Regions from separate parts of the Xenopus laevis genome. Here region 1 is linked to region 2. Evidence: chromatin contacts called from public Hi-C data. All regions are on one chromosome and are shown on one strand. The core of a region is the stretch at or near the end of the contact, and the rest is flanking DNA. Distances in the headings are between cores, read along the strand shown. Region 1 overlaps ret.L (proto-oncogene tyrosine-protein kinase receptor Ret). Region 2 holds the start of LOC108695792 (heparan-alpha-glucosaminide N-acetyltransferase).

Region 1 (7,269 bases), core at 1,895-4,394, 260 kb after region 2:
AATGTCACGGCCCGCACCCGATACGAGAACAAATGCCAAGCACCCTGGTCTCGGCTCGGCTTCACCAGTAGTGTGACCACCGTTGGGCTTCGGGAGGAGCCCTCAGCTTAATTGGGTGCCACCTGGACTTAACGAGGGGTGCAAGGCGAGATGTTCTGGCTGGCGAAGGGGCACGGCTGTTAGCAGAGTCTTTTGGGCCGAAGATCACGGTACAAATGGAGCAGGCAAGAGTATCGTCAGACAGGCAAGGTTGAGGCAGGCAGATATCAAGAATCGTCAGGCAGGCAAGGGTCAAACCGGGTTGTCAATCAAGGGGTTAAGCAGGAAGAGTTGTCGTAGGCAGGCGAGGGTCAGGATACAGAATGCAGAATAGTCAGGAACAGGCTGGGTCAAACACGGGTAATCAAAAGGACTAGATACAGAACAGATCAGACGCACAAGGCTCAGGAACCACTAGAAACAAGTTCTATCACGGGCACTGGCTGGGAGTATGAATGGGCCTTAAATACTTTCAAATTTTGCGCTAAAACGTGCGCCAGCGCGCCTGTACCTTTAAGAGGCACGCAGGTGCCCTAAGAAACCAAGATTGTGCCGGCACTGGAGGCAGGAGAAGGAGCGCGGCGGCGTGGCGGCCGTCCACGCCGCCGCACCACTAGACCACCAGGTATTTTTATTACAGTTCTCCTTTTTAAAAGCCTGATCAGAAAATATTTTAATAAATAACCCCCTAAATTTATAGAGATCCAGTGAACCGGGAAAACCCACAAACATCACCCTGCTTTATTAGTTTTGGTTCGGGATTCGGCCAGGATTTTGGCCTTTTTCAGCAGGATTTGGATTCGGCCGAATCCTTCTGCTGAGCCGAACCGAATCCGAATCCTTAATTTACATATGCAAAAAAAACTATTTGCTTCGGTATTCAGCCGAATCTTTTGAGAAGTATTCGGGGGTTCTGCCGAATTCAAAAAAGTGGATTCGTTGCATCCCTGTTATTAATTGAGTTTAGTCCTGAAGTGAGTTACAAAAACACAACATTTATTTCTGTTAATGAAATCTCATTTCCCCCTCTTTATAATAAAGGAGATGTTCACCTGTCAAAAATAAATGTATTTATTATTTTAGTCATATTTACATTTGTTTGATTAAAAAAATAAATTTTCCAATACCACACATCACAAGGTAACACTCGCCCCCCTATTCAATGCTTTTGGATAGAGTTGCAAACCACATGCTGCCTTCACGTCAGACACTGTAAAAGGGTGGCACATATCGCAGAGTGAGTGATGTATATCTGGAACTTATCTCTGCTTGATTTTTAATCAAACCAAATTGCATTTATGATAATGAAATGATGAGAACTATTGCTTTTGAACTGAAGGTGAACATTCCCTTTATGCTTGAGGGCAAGTAGAACAAGACCCATCAATGTTAGTATTTTTAATTTTATCAGCTCTTTATGTGTACATTTTGATAATTGAAAATCCTTGCTGTAAAGTGAGGAGTCATTATTAACTTGGCCTGTCCTATGTTACAGTATACCTTTCTACCACTGGCCGGATATTATTATTCTCAATCAATACATTCCCACTGGGGATGTCATTTATTGATATTATGCCAGCTCTCATAGATATATGCTGACGAGATACAATTGCAGAGCAGCCGTTCAGAATAGCCAGCCCTATCATATGCGGTGGTTTTCACTGCTCCCACTGTCCTCAAACTAATAGGAAGGGCTTTAATAAATGCAAGCCTAGCAGCTGACAATTAATAAGGGGAAAGCATATATATTGATTGATGCTTAATATGATATGGAGAAGATGCTAAGTTCTAGTTTAATTTTCCATTTCTTCCCTACAGAAAGAGAGCTCAACAAGGTGAATAAAGACATTCCTTCTGTAATATTTGTATAAATATAGCTTAATTACTGCAATTGAAAGCTAAATATAGGCATATATTTCATTAATATTTCAATAATAAATCATAGATGTACAGACCACCTGTTTCAGTTAACCAAACGCACAGACACGTATTGTATGGATGTATTTCATGTCACCTGTTTAAAAGCAAACATCTTATTGGTTGCTATTGGTTACTGCTCCTGGGCAAACATAGTGCCTCTTATTACATATGTTTTTTTTTTATAACTGTACAGATGTGTCTTGAACAAGAATGCTTGCTCATACATAGAACTTGCAATTTAAGTTTGGTGCCTGAGAAGCCAAAAGTATAAAGGACTATATAGAGATAGTCAGTTTGCCAAAGCCCTGCACCAGTTATTTTTTGGCAGTGAAGTGCTGCTTATGGAAGCTAAATGTTTAATTAACTGAAAGGCAGGGCCAGATTTACATAGCGGTTGCCCCTAGGCCCGCTGTCGTTAGTCGCCCCCATATCCTCCCTTTTATTCGCTCAAATTTTCATCATCAGGACTGGAGCAATGGGGATTGGCGCACGGGAAATTAAAAAAACTATTGTATCTCCTGCGCATCCCCAGTGTTTCCGAATCAATGCAGGTGTGGTTGGGCAGCATGCCGTCCCCTAGAATCCTGCCGCCTTAGGCCCGGGCCTTGGTGGCCGCTCCACAAATCCGGGCCTGCTGAAAGGTATAGACTACAGCTTGCACTTGCATTGATATGGGCGCAAGTGCCCCCTACACTCACACTCAGTATCCCACAACCGAAGCAAATAAGCAAATTGTTTACAGTGAATTCAATGCAAAACTATACTGTTCTATGGTTCTCCTTTTGTATAGGCTGGTGGCCATTAGCAAATTAATTAATAATTCTTATAGGCAATCAGAACTATACATTTTTTTCACCTAAAACTGTCACATTACCATTTACTATTAATTTATGATGGAATTTCTTTAACCTCTAGCCAAATTGCCATGCATTGTTAATAAGAAGCCCTTGTACCATCTCCAGTTGCCACTATTATTTGTCAGTCAGCTTCTTCTTGCTGCACCTTTTATTTTTCTGTCACTTTTCCTTATTTTGTAAACAAATTTACGTTTACCAGCTTTTTATATATATTTATGCCCTGTAACAAACATCATCTCCATAAGATACACAACACAAGAAGTGACAAAGGAACTTGCATTTTACCTTCAACTAGTCCTGTTGAACAGCAGGTTTGGAAAATGTGAACTGACCTTTCCTTCCATGTGTTTTCTCACTGACAAGAGAGGATATGGGGTGCATAGTGACCTCATGTGGCTGTACTGAACAATTATTATTGCCAAATCCTATCTGCATCCAAAAATCAAGTTCCCATTATCTGCATTTTTGGCCTAAATTTCTGGAATATTGTTGCTCTCAAAAGGATTACCTTTACCTCAATTTATGTTATAAAAACAAAGAAATTCAACTGCAATACATTAAATGAAATACTCTAAATTACATGTAATAAGTATATATACTGTACATGGCATAAATGTCTTGCTCTTCAGGATTAGTACAGTACCATGTTATTAAATTCAGATTTGCACTAAACGGACAATAAAACAGATCACTCAGTATAATTTTCATTTAGGTGTGTGTGTTTGTGTGTGTGTGTTTACAACAATTTTGCATGTCCTCCTTGCACATGGCAGAAGGATAGATCCTGAACAATTTTCATTTCATTCACACCTACTATTGTTAAATTAGTACTATACAAAATCTATAAAATATGTGGAATTCCAGGCCATTGCTTGCTTTACCCTTAAAAAATTATTCAGGGTAAATGTGCCTAAATGTGAATAAATGCCAAAGGTATATTGCTAAGATTTCTTAACAGGTCTGCTAATTAATGTTCAGGGCCTTGGTTTCCAATGTATGATATGTAAAGAGTAATTTAACAGACATATCTTGCTGTTTATGAAACATGCATAATGCAAGGCTGCAGTAGAATTAGTGAAATAATAATGGCTGTTGATATTCTGTCTTTTTTTCTGATACTGGCAGTGACCTCTGGACTTTACTTTCTAAGAAAGGATTATTCTGAGAATTTATATATGGATCAACCAGCTGGGACACTACTCCTACAGGTCCATGTGATGAAGGACTCACCACTGGAAAAACCTCACTTTTGCCAAAATATCTACTTGAGTAGATTGGTTCATTGGTTCCGGATAGATGAGCATACAGGAATCCTCTACCTCAATCGGAGTCTTGACAGGAGTGTCTATGAAGTCTTCTGTAAGTTTGTAAGAGATACTTGAAGTCTGCTTTTTTCAAATAATTTATTTGCACCATCTTCTTATGACCATTTATTATTGATGTTTTCTTAAGGAACGTCTCAGCTGATGCAAGAATGACTACCAATGTAATTTATCATTATGTAATCACGCAATATTGTATGGAAACAATAAGTTACACTCCACATTTCTTTTTAGTTTATTTATGTATATTTTGAGAATGAACATGTCTTTACTTTGCTATAGAAAGGAAGGAGAGGTCATAAGTCCCTTTGACTTCTATGCTACCTACAAACATGCATACCAAATAACTATGTATAAATAAACATTTGGGCTGTTCCAGTTACTCTACTGGCCACCTCATTTGGGTAGCAATCACGTTTTATTAAATTTAGTACTCCATTGAAGTTTGTTATGATCCAAAATACTAAAAACTAGTATTTCATTAGCAGCTGACAATTTTATGTACAAGAGGTACATTTTATAATGAGGTAAAATATTATTCTATTTATTCTTTACACAATCAGTCCCTTGTTATATCCACTAACACAAACTTCAGCGTGAATTATATAGAGCTATAAAGGAGAATCTTTCCTGCAAAGCTAAAATTCAATTTTTAGATTTCATTAGCTAGGTCACTTGAACATTTCAGCGTCTGAGTAATGATGTCAAAGCTATTCAGAAGATACTCATAGCAGCATTTATGGAACTTCTTCAGCAACTTGTTTTTGAGCAGAGTGTCTAACAAACATTTAGTACATCAACAAAGTAGATGGCTGATAAACAAATTAGTATGACAAATAAACATAAAATTACAAGTAATTACACTGTACTATAAAGTTTCAAGATGACCTCTAGAAGCCAGTGCTATACTTTTAAGCGATTTTGTTGAATAAAAATACCAGCAAACAAAAAAGAACAAAAGACTATAATTTAAAAAAATATATATAAAAAAAATAAAGTGGTGCAGTTACTCCCTAGCTATTCTTTTGCCATTACACTACCAACCACTTGTTTGGCAGGGGTGACAATCTTAATGAATGAGCAGCTTTATGCATCACTAATTTCTATTTTAAGTTAATTTCTAATATACATTCATTTACTGAACTAGTTTGTGTTTTAGGTGTGATTTTTCATTGCGTGTCTGCTCAGCAGTGCCAGCATAAAAGGCTTCCTTTAGCTGTGGGACAGACAATCTAAAAATTAATTTAGCCATACCTCCTTCCTTAAGTATTTTCACCATAGGTATCCCTTATTTCATATGTTCAGGGGGCCCACAAAAACAAAAGGGGTTGCTATCTTTTTTAGAGCCGGGCTGCCTGTTATAGTGGAAAATGTAGTTGCAAACCCAGAGGGTAGATTTCTACAAATAAAACTACTACTTCAAGATTCCAGATTTACCATTGTAACGTACTACGCACCCAACCAAAATCACCTTTTGTCTCTGTCCCGGATAATTCAACAGAGTCAGGTGGGAAAAGAGGGGGGTCTTATTATATGTGGAGATTCAAACTTGATTCTGGATACAGGATGGGACAGACAGGCCACTCCACTTTCCACATCTGAAATTTCCAATATTTACTCTATCCGAGTGGAATGCCACTCATTAGTTGATGTTTGGAGGGAAAAATAATCTGTACAGTAATGGCTATACCCATTATTCCTATCCCCATAAGGTTTATACGCAAATAGTTCATTTATTTATCTTGCAAGATTACACACCTCAAGTACGTGCTATATAAATACATGTTAATAATAATAATAATAATAATAAATACGTGCTGTTAAGATTTTAAATGTTCCATGGTCAGATCATTCCCCAGTTTCTCTTCAAATTAACATTGACAGGCAGCCAGAGGGTATCAATGGAAACTTAATGATTCTTTACTTATGATCCCAGATATAGTGTCAGATAATGAATCTATTTTAACACACTACTTTAAGGAGAATGAAACTTCCGTATCGCATGTAATTACCCTTTGGGAAGCCCATAAAGCAGTTATTCGCGGCAGATTTATTCAGCTGGGTTCTAGACGTAAAAAACAGCCTAAGACAGCCCTCGTGCTATACTCGTCCATCCCATTAAGCAACATACTGGAGGGATAACAAATAACCCTGCAAAAATAGCACAGGAATTCACAACGTTTTATAAGAAGCTATATTCTAGTGCAGGAGACCCAAACTCTGCCAAATATAAAAAGCTATTGCAGAATATTCAGCTCCCTACATTTACTGACACCCAGCTTGAAACTATAGAAACTGATGTAACCATTGAGGAGGTAACCGCAGCAATTAAACATTTAAAATCTGGCAAGGCCCCGGGTCCCAATGGATTTTTGGTAACCTATTATAAAAAATTTGCTTTAACATTAGCCCCCTACTTAACAAAGTTATTCAATTCTCTCCAACATGGTTTTCGGTTTTCACATCTATCGCAGATGGTGAAAATAATAACTATCCCCAAACCATCAACGGACCATACCAATTGTCAAAATTATAGGCCCATATCTCTTTTAAGTAACGATTAGTGATGGGCGAATTTATTCGCCAGGCGCGAATTCGCGGCGAATTGCGAAGTTAGACATTAGAAAAGCTTTTGACACACTGTCTTGGCCTTACCTACATCATATACTTAATTTATAGGGCTTTGGGCGCAAGTTTCCAAACCTAGGTGCAAGCGTTATATCAATCCCCTTCAGCATATGTTACAGTGATGAGATATCAGTCTCCAATATTTAGTGTTCATCGGGGTACTAAACAAAGGTGCCCACTGTCGCCTATTTTATTTGATCTTGCCATTGAACCATTGGCTGCCCTCATAAGAGCTGACCCTAATATACATGGCCTTAGAGTCAATGGTTTACACCACAAAATATCCTTGTTTGTGGATGACGTAATGATGCTTGTAACATAACCCTTAACTTCCCTACCCAATCTGTTTAACTTGCTGGGGAAATTTGGGGACTTCTCTGGTCTGACTATAAATCACGAGAAATCCAAGGCGCTCAATTTGACTCTCTCCCCCGAGGCAGTTAAACTTTTAAAGCTTAATTTTGATTTTAAGTAGCAGTCTGATTGCATCTCAATACTGGGGG
Region 2 (6,495 bases), core at 3,487-5,986:
GTGGCTGCAACGGGACAATCTGTCAACGGGCCAGTCCTGGGCAATCCCGGATTGGACAGTGATAACTACCGACGCCAGTCTTCTAGGCTGGGGGGCGACATGGGACAACCTATCCGTGCAAGGCCTATGGTCCGCTCCCGAAATACTTCTCCCAATAAATATACTAGAACTTCGGGCAGTCCGACTGTCTCTCCAGCACTGGACGCAGCAATTGCAGACAAGATCAGTGAGAGTTCAGAGCGACAATTCCACCACGGTCGCCTACATAAACAGACAAGGAGGAACCCGCAGCAAGGCAGCTCTAGCGGAGGCCCAACAGATTCTAAGCTGGGCAGAACTAAACTCAGTACGGCTGTCAGCCATCCACATTCCAGGGGTGAACAACACGAAAGCGGATTTCCTCAGCCGAAACCAACTAGACCCAGGAGAATGGGAGCTTCACCCAGAGGTGTTCTCCCTCCTAGTCAGTCAGTGGGGCCTTCCCCAGATAGACCTGATGGCCTCCAGAAACAACCGCAAAGTACAATCGTTCTTCGCTCGCGCCCGGGATCCGTTAGCAGCAGGAGTGGATGCCATGACTCAAAGTTGGCACTTCGACCTAGCTTACGTCTTCCCTCCTCTGCCCATGTTGCCCAGGGTCCTCAAAAAGATACGACGATCGAACATCAAGGTCATTGTCATAGCCCCATATTGGCCCAGAAGAACTTGGTTCTCCGATCTTCAAGAGATGTCGGTGTCTCCACCAGTGCGACTACCAGCCAGGGACGATCTCCTTCTCCAGGGGCCCATAGCACACCACAATCCGGGCCTCTTCGCTTTGACGGCATGGCTATTGAAGCGGACAATTGGCGGAGACGAGGCATATCTGACGAGGTCATTACCACAATGTTGAAATCTCGCAAACCTACCTCGTCCAAAGCCTACCATAGGGTATGGCGCAGCTACTGGAGTTGGTGCCAAGAAGCCGGGTTCCCTTTTCTGGATTACGACATACCAAGAATCTTGTCCTTTTTGCAACAGGGTTTTCAACTGGGTCTCAAGCTTAGCTCACTGAAGGTACAAGTGTCGGCACTATCAGCCCTCTTCCATTCTCGACTGGCCCTCGAAGATACCGTTCATACCTTCCTGCAAGGTGTTGCCCATGCGGCACCACCGTTCCGCCCTCCGATTCCAGGTTGGGATCTCAACCTTGTCCTTGCAGCCTTACTGGATCCTCCCTTCGAACCCATGGGTACTATCTCTGACAAGCTGCTTACCTGGAAGGTAGTGTTCCTGGTGGCGATTTCGTCGGCACGCCGAGTATCCGAACTCAGTGCTCTCTCCTGTGATCCAGCTTACCTGGTTTTCCACAAGGATAAGGCAGTTCTGCGCACTGTTCCTTCCTTCCTACCCAAGGTTGTGTCTCCGTTCCACATCAACCAGGAAATTATTGTACCTTCCCTTTGCCCGGATCCGGCTAACACTAAAGAAAGACGACTTCATAGTCTCGATGTCGTCAGAGCGCTCCGCTGGTATATAGAGAAATCGAAGGCCTTTCGACGTTCCCAACGTTTGTTTGTGATTCCCGAAGGATCCCGCAGAGGCATGACAGCCTCTAAGACTTCCATTGCACGCTGGCTGAAGGAACTCATCCATCTAGCTTATGTCTCTAAAGGAAGATCTCCTCCCGAAGGAGTGCGTGCTCATTCCACCAGAGCTATGGGAGCTTCCTGGGCATGGCGCAACTCGGCTTCCCTGGATCAGATCTGCAGAGCGGCCACCTGGTCCTCTGTGCACACATTTACAAAGTTCTACAGACTTGACACCTTTTCTTCCTCTGAGGCCTCGTTTGGCCGTAAGGTGTTACATTCTGTGGTACAATAATGTGTACCGATCTCTTCCGCTCCCACCCTGCTGTTCTCGGGGCTGCTTTGTTAAGTCCCCAGCTGTTCCCTGTGTCCCCCTGAGACGACAGAGAAAACAGGATTTTTTGATACTCACCGTTAAATCCTTTTCTCTGTAGTCGATAGGGGGACACAGGGCTTCCCGCCCCGCGGCGAGATGTTGACCAAGTTGGTCCATAAGGGAATACTCCCTGAGTTACCGTTCTGCTCATTCAGTTTTGTTTTTTCTTATGCTAGCAGTCTCTTTGGTACAAACTGATTAGGTTGGCGTAGCACCGGGTTAAGCCAGACCCTAGGTCACGCCCCTTTAATCAATTATTCAAGTGTCCTGCCTCCGGAGGGTGGAGCTTAACCCCAGCTGTTCCCTGTGTCCCCCTATCGACTACAGAGAAAAGGATTTAACGGTGAGTATCAAAAAATCCTGTTTTTGCAAATTTAACAGCCTCTTGACGCCTCCTATAACCTTTGATGAGTGTCTGGATTCTGGTTGGTGGTATTTTTGACCATTCGTCCATACAAAATCTCTCAAGTTAAGTTAAATTTGATGGCTGACGAGCATGGACAGCCTGCTTCAAATCATCCCATAGATTTTCCTTGATATTCAAGTCGGGGGACTGTGACGGCCATTCCAGAATATTGAACTTCTCCCTCTGCATAAATGCCTTTATAGATTTTGAAGTGTGTTTAGGGTCATTGTTTTGTTGGAATATCCAACCCCTGCGTAACTTCAACTTTGTTACTGATGCTTGAACATTATCCTGAAGAATTTGTTGTTATTGGGTTGAATTTGTCTGACCCTCGACTTTAACAAGGGCCCCAGTCCCTTAACCAGCCCCACAGAATGATGGAACCTCCACCAAATTTGACAGTAGGTAGCAGGTGTTTTTCTTGGAAAGTGCTTTTTATGACCAAATAACTAAATTTTTGTCTCATCAGTCCAAAGCACTTTGTTCCAAAATGACTGTGGCTTGTCTAAACGAGCTTTTGCATACAATAAGTGACTCTGTTTGTGTTTGCGTGAGTGCAGAAAGGGCTTCTTTCTCATCAACCTCACACAGACGCATGTAAGCGCCAAACACAGGTTGGGATGCAGCATTTTGCATTTTACCTGCGTTCGGTGCATACACGCGTCTGTTTGAGTACAGCCCCATTGACAATAATTCAGTGTGTCTACTCCTGCGCTCCCCTGCGGCTGAATGGAGGAAAGTGCAACACACTGGAAGTGCACAAAACACCCATGTGTAAGAGCCCTTAATATTTTCTCATGATTGGACACACCTGCCTATGAAGTTCAAGGCTTAACGAGCTAATCCAACCGATTTAGGGCTCTTACAGATGAGAGTTTTTACCTGCACTCCCCTGCGTTCCGTTTTTCCAGCATGTTGCGTCTCAACCTGCGTTCGGCGCCTACACGCGCCTGTGTGAGTACAGCCCCATTGGAAAAAATGTAATGCGTCTATTCCTGCACTCCCCTGCAGCTTAACGCAGAAAAATGTGACGCAGGGGAGCGCAGGTAAAAACTCTCGTCTGTAAGAGCCCTTAGTGTTGCCAGTAATCAGTATTGAGAAGTTACATGCATTCAAATTAACAAAATTACAAGGGTACCCACATTTTTGCTCAGCCAGTTTTTCACATTTGACTTAATCTCATACAACTGAATACTGCTTCACTAAAAATCTTTGTTCAGAAAACACCCCAGTACTCAGATGTTCCTGGGAAATGACATACCACTGTTATCTTTTTTTGTTGAAAGTGGAGTAAATTATTATGCAGACTGAGAGGGGTTCCTAAAGTTTTTCATATGACTGTACTATATGGCTAGTGGACCCATTTATGTAAAAGGGTTGTTCACCTTCCAAACACTTTTTTTCCAAATCTTTTTTCACTTGCTTCCGATCTTTTATTCTTAACTGTTTTTCCAAAATCAAAGTTTAATGTTCCTGTCTGGTGTTTCAGTCTGGCAGCTTAGCGATCCAGATGTAGATCCTGAACTGTTTCAATTTGCTACATTGGTTGATACAATTCCCAGCAGTACCTTGTGGAATATTGTATCATTTATAACAGCTGCCTTTAATGAAACTCAGGGATTCTGCTCAGCAGGGCCAAAGATAAAAAATGTATCAGCTAATGTATCAATTTAGAACAGTTTACAGCATTGCTGAGTGAGCCCATTCTCTGAGCAGTTTTAGAAAGACATAAGAAGGTGAACAATTTAAATTTAGACTTCAATATTACAAAAATGGTCACAAATAGGTGATTGAAAAAAGTCTTTATTTCTGATGATCTGAAAGCAGTTGAACTGAATTTGTTCCTGGATTACTGAGCTGCCATACTGAAACACCAGAGACAGGAACATTGAACATTAAACTTCAATTTTGGAAAAATAGTAAAAAATAAAACAATTGAAAAAAAGGCTTTATTTCTGGCGAACAATCTGAAAAACAAATGAACTGGGAAAAAAGGGATTAGAAGGCTAACAACCCCTTTAAAAACATTTAACAAGTTGCACCACAACATAGATGAATAACTGATCATTCTTTTTAAACTTCAGTAGTGATATAGCTTTCTTCTATATTTCCATATCGCTACATTTCGAGTAGGAAGTTCTGGGCTAAATATATCCGTGTGGACCATAGCTAAACGCTCAAAGTGGACTTTCATGCTGCTTCCACAACCATTGGCCTCAAAGTACAAAATAAGGATGCCAATAATGTGTTTACTTTACTTTATTGCACCTTCTTTGTTGCCAGATATAGTAGCAGTTTTTTATGGACTTTAACCAGTTATTTTATTCTATTAGTTTTTTGTTTTTTTTCTTAATCCTTTTTAAGGCACTTTTTCGAGAAGGTACAAAGCTCATTAAACAGACTCGTCATGGGGAATGGACGCTCAGGAATCCTGCTGTTTGTTTTATTTGTCTCTATTCAACGTTCTGTCTCTCTCACAGGTAAAGAAAGTGGCTTTTACTGCAGAGGAATGCTTTAGTACTCACATAGTGCTACCTAAAGGAGAACTAAAGCTTAACTAAAGAAGTAGGCTAGAAATGTTGTACACTGTGTTTTGGGCTTCTGTACCAGCCCAAGGCAACCACAGCCCTTTAGCAGGGATGATCTGTGCCTCCAAAGATGCCCCAGTAGCTCCCCATTTTCTTTTCTGCTGATTCAGTGTACATGTTCTGTGCTGCTGTCACTTACTGAGCTTAGGGACAGACTCAAGATATAGTACACATGGAATATAAATGTCACAGTATTAGGCTGATTAGTACAGATAATTACTACATGGTAGCATAGAAACCAGTGCAACTAGTTGCTGCTATTGAGAAGCTGAAACTTTACGCTGGTGCAATAAATTCAGTATATACAATATGGCATTTTTAGCCATATTCATTTTTATGGTTTTGTTCTGCTTTAATACACAGCTAACTGACTGAGCTTGATATTTATGTAATTAACAGCCAGATGGTCACATATCTGCTTTCCCACAAAGAATACTGTGTTTACAGCAAAACAAATACATTTCTCATTGAAACACGCGTGAGGTAAATCTGCTGAGCCCCAAATGGACTTCTTGCTCCAAAACCTGGTGGCAGCACCTGCAGTTTCTTCATGGAGAGGAAAATATCCTGCAGCAAATTGACCTCTGAATTAATAGTTTATGCTTGTATTGTCAGTCTAACAGACTTTCTTTTGTATTCAAAATTGTATTTCATTGGGGCAATGTAAAAAACATATTTAAAATAATTGGAACTTTTCAAGTGCCATAAAATATGTACCATGTTTGCATACTGGAAAGTGATGGATTTTCAATGAAGTGCAGTCTATTTATAAAATATTGTATATATACACATTCTTAGTGTAGTGTAGTTCAGCTGAAACATTTCACATATTTTATATCAGATATTTTTTTTGAGAAAACCTGCTGTATATTACTTATATTATCTAGACACTTATGACTTTGTACAAATAGATTTAATTTTGCAGTAGCCAGAACCTACAATATTGTCCCTCAACAAGAATATTAAATACCATTTGCTTTCAATAGTAACCCACTTGATTGGTTGCAAAATATTACTGTACTAATTCAATGCTGCACGTAAATCTTCCCCATAAAAAGTACAGTTTATTAGGGATGTAGCGAACTGTTCTGCTGCGAACTAGTTTGCGCGAACTTCGACCGTTCGCGTCCGCCGAATGTTCGCGAACGTTTGGGAACGTTCGCATTTTGAGTTCGCGTTCGATTCGAATACAAGTCGTTCGACCATTCGACCATTCGAATTCCTTCGACCGCTAAAAATCGAACGATTTCCATTCGTTCGAACGATTGTAAGCATTCGATCGAATGAAAAGCATTCGATCGAATGGCTTCGATCGTTCGATTCGAATGAAAATCCTTCGAACGAATGATTAAAATCCGATTGAATGATTTTAGCGGGTGTTCGAAGTTCGCGAACTGTCCGCGAACGTTCGCATTTTTTGCCGGTGTTCGCGAACGGCGTTCGCGAACACCAAATCGGCAGTTCGCTACATCCCTACAGTTTATGCTAGTTGTGTTTATACAGGAACAATGTTTTTCAGTATTTATTTAGGAGCTATGAATAATTGAACTACATTTG

What was found. Hi-C and Micro-C count contacts between places; a contact is called where the count stands out from the background.
Region 1: a contact with region 2 is called in a Hi-C map of the XTC cell line, with 5 times the contacts expected there. The contact joins the enhancer-like site here to the promoter of LOC108695792 in region 2. A contact is called at or near these places in 2 of 4 Hi-C or Micro-C datasets (the XL177 cell line and the XTC cell line).

The regions. Positions count from the first base shown.
Region 1 is chr7L:48,786,632-48,793,900 of Xenopus_laevis_v10.1, forward strand. ret.L (proto-oncogene tyrosine-protein kinase receptor Ret) reads left to right here. Exons shown (of 20, transcript XM_018225532.2): 2 at 3,942-4,175. Among protein-coding and RNA genes, the nearest start is that of ret.L, 27 kb to the left of the region's middle. Within about 2 kb of position 3,145, at least 1 of the 7 cell types and tissues checked has an H3K27ac peak or open chromatin away from gene starts, as enhancers often do.
Region 2 is chr7L:48,526,030-48,532,524 of Xenopus_laevis_v10.1, forward strand. LOC108695792 (heparan-alpha-glucosaminide N-acetyltransferase) reads left to right here and starts at 4,737. Exons shown (of 18, transcript XM_041568935.1): 1 at 4,737-4,830. The coding sequence starts at 4,758.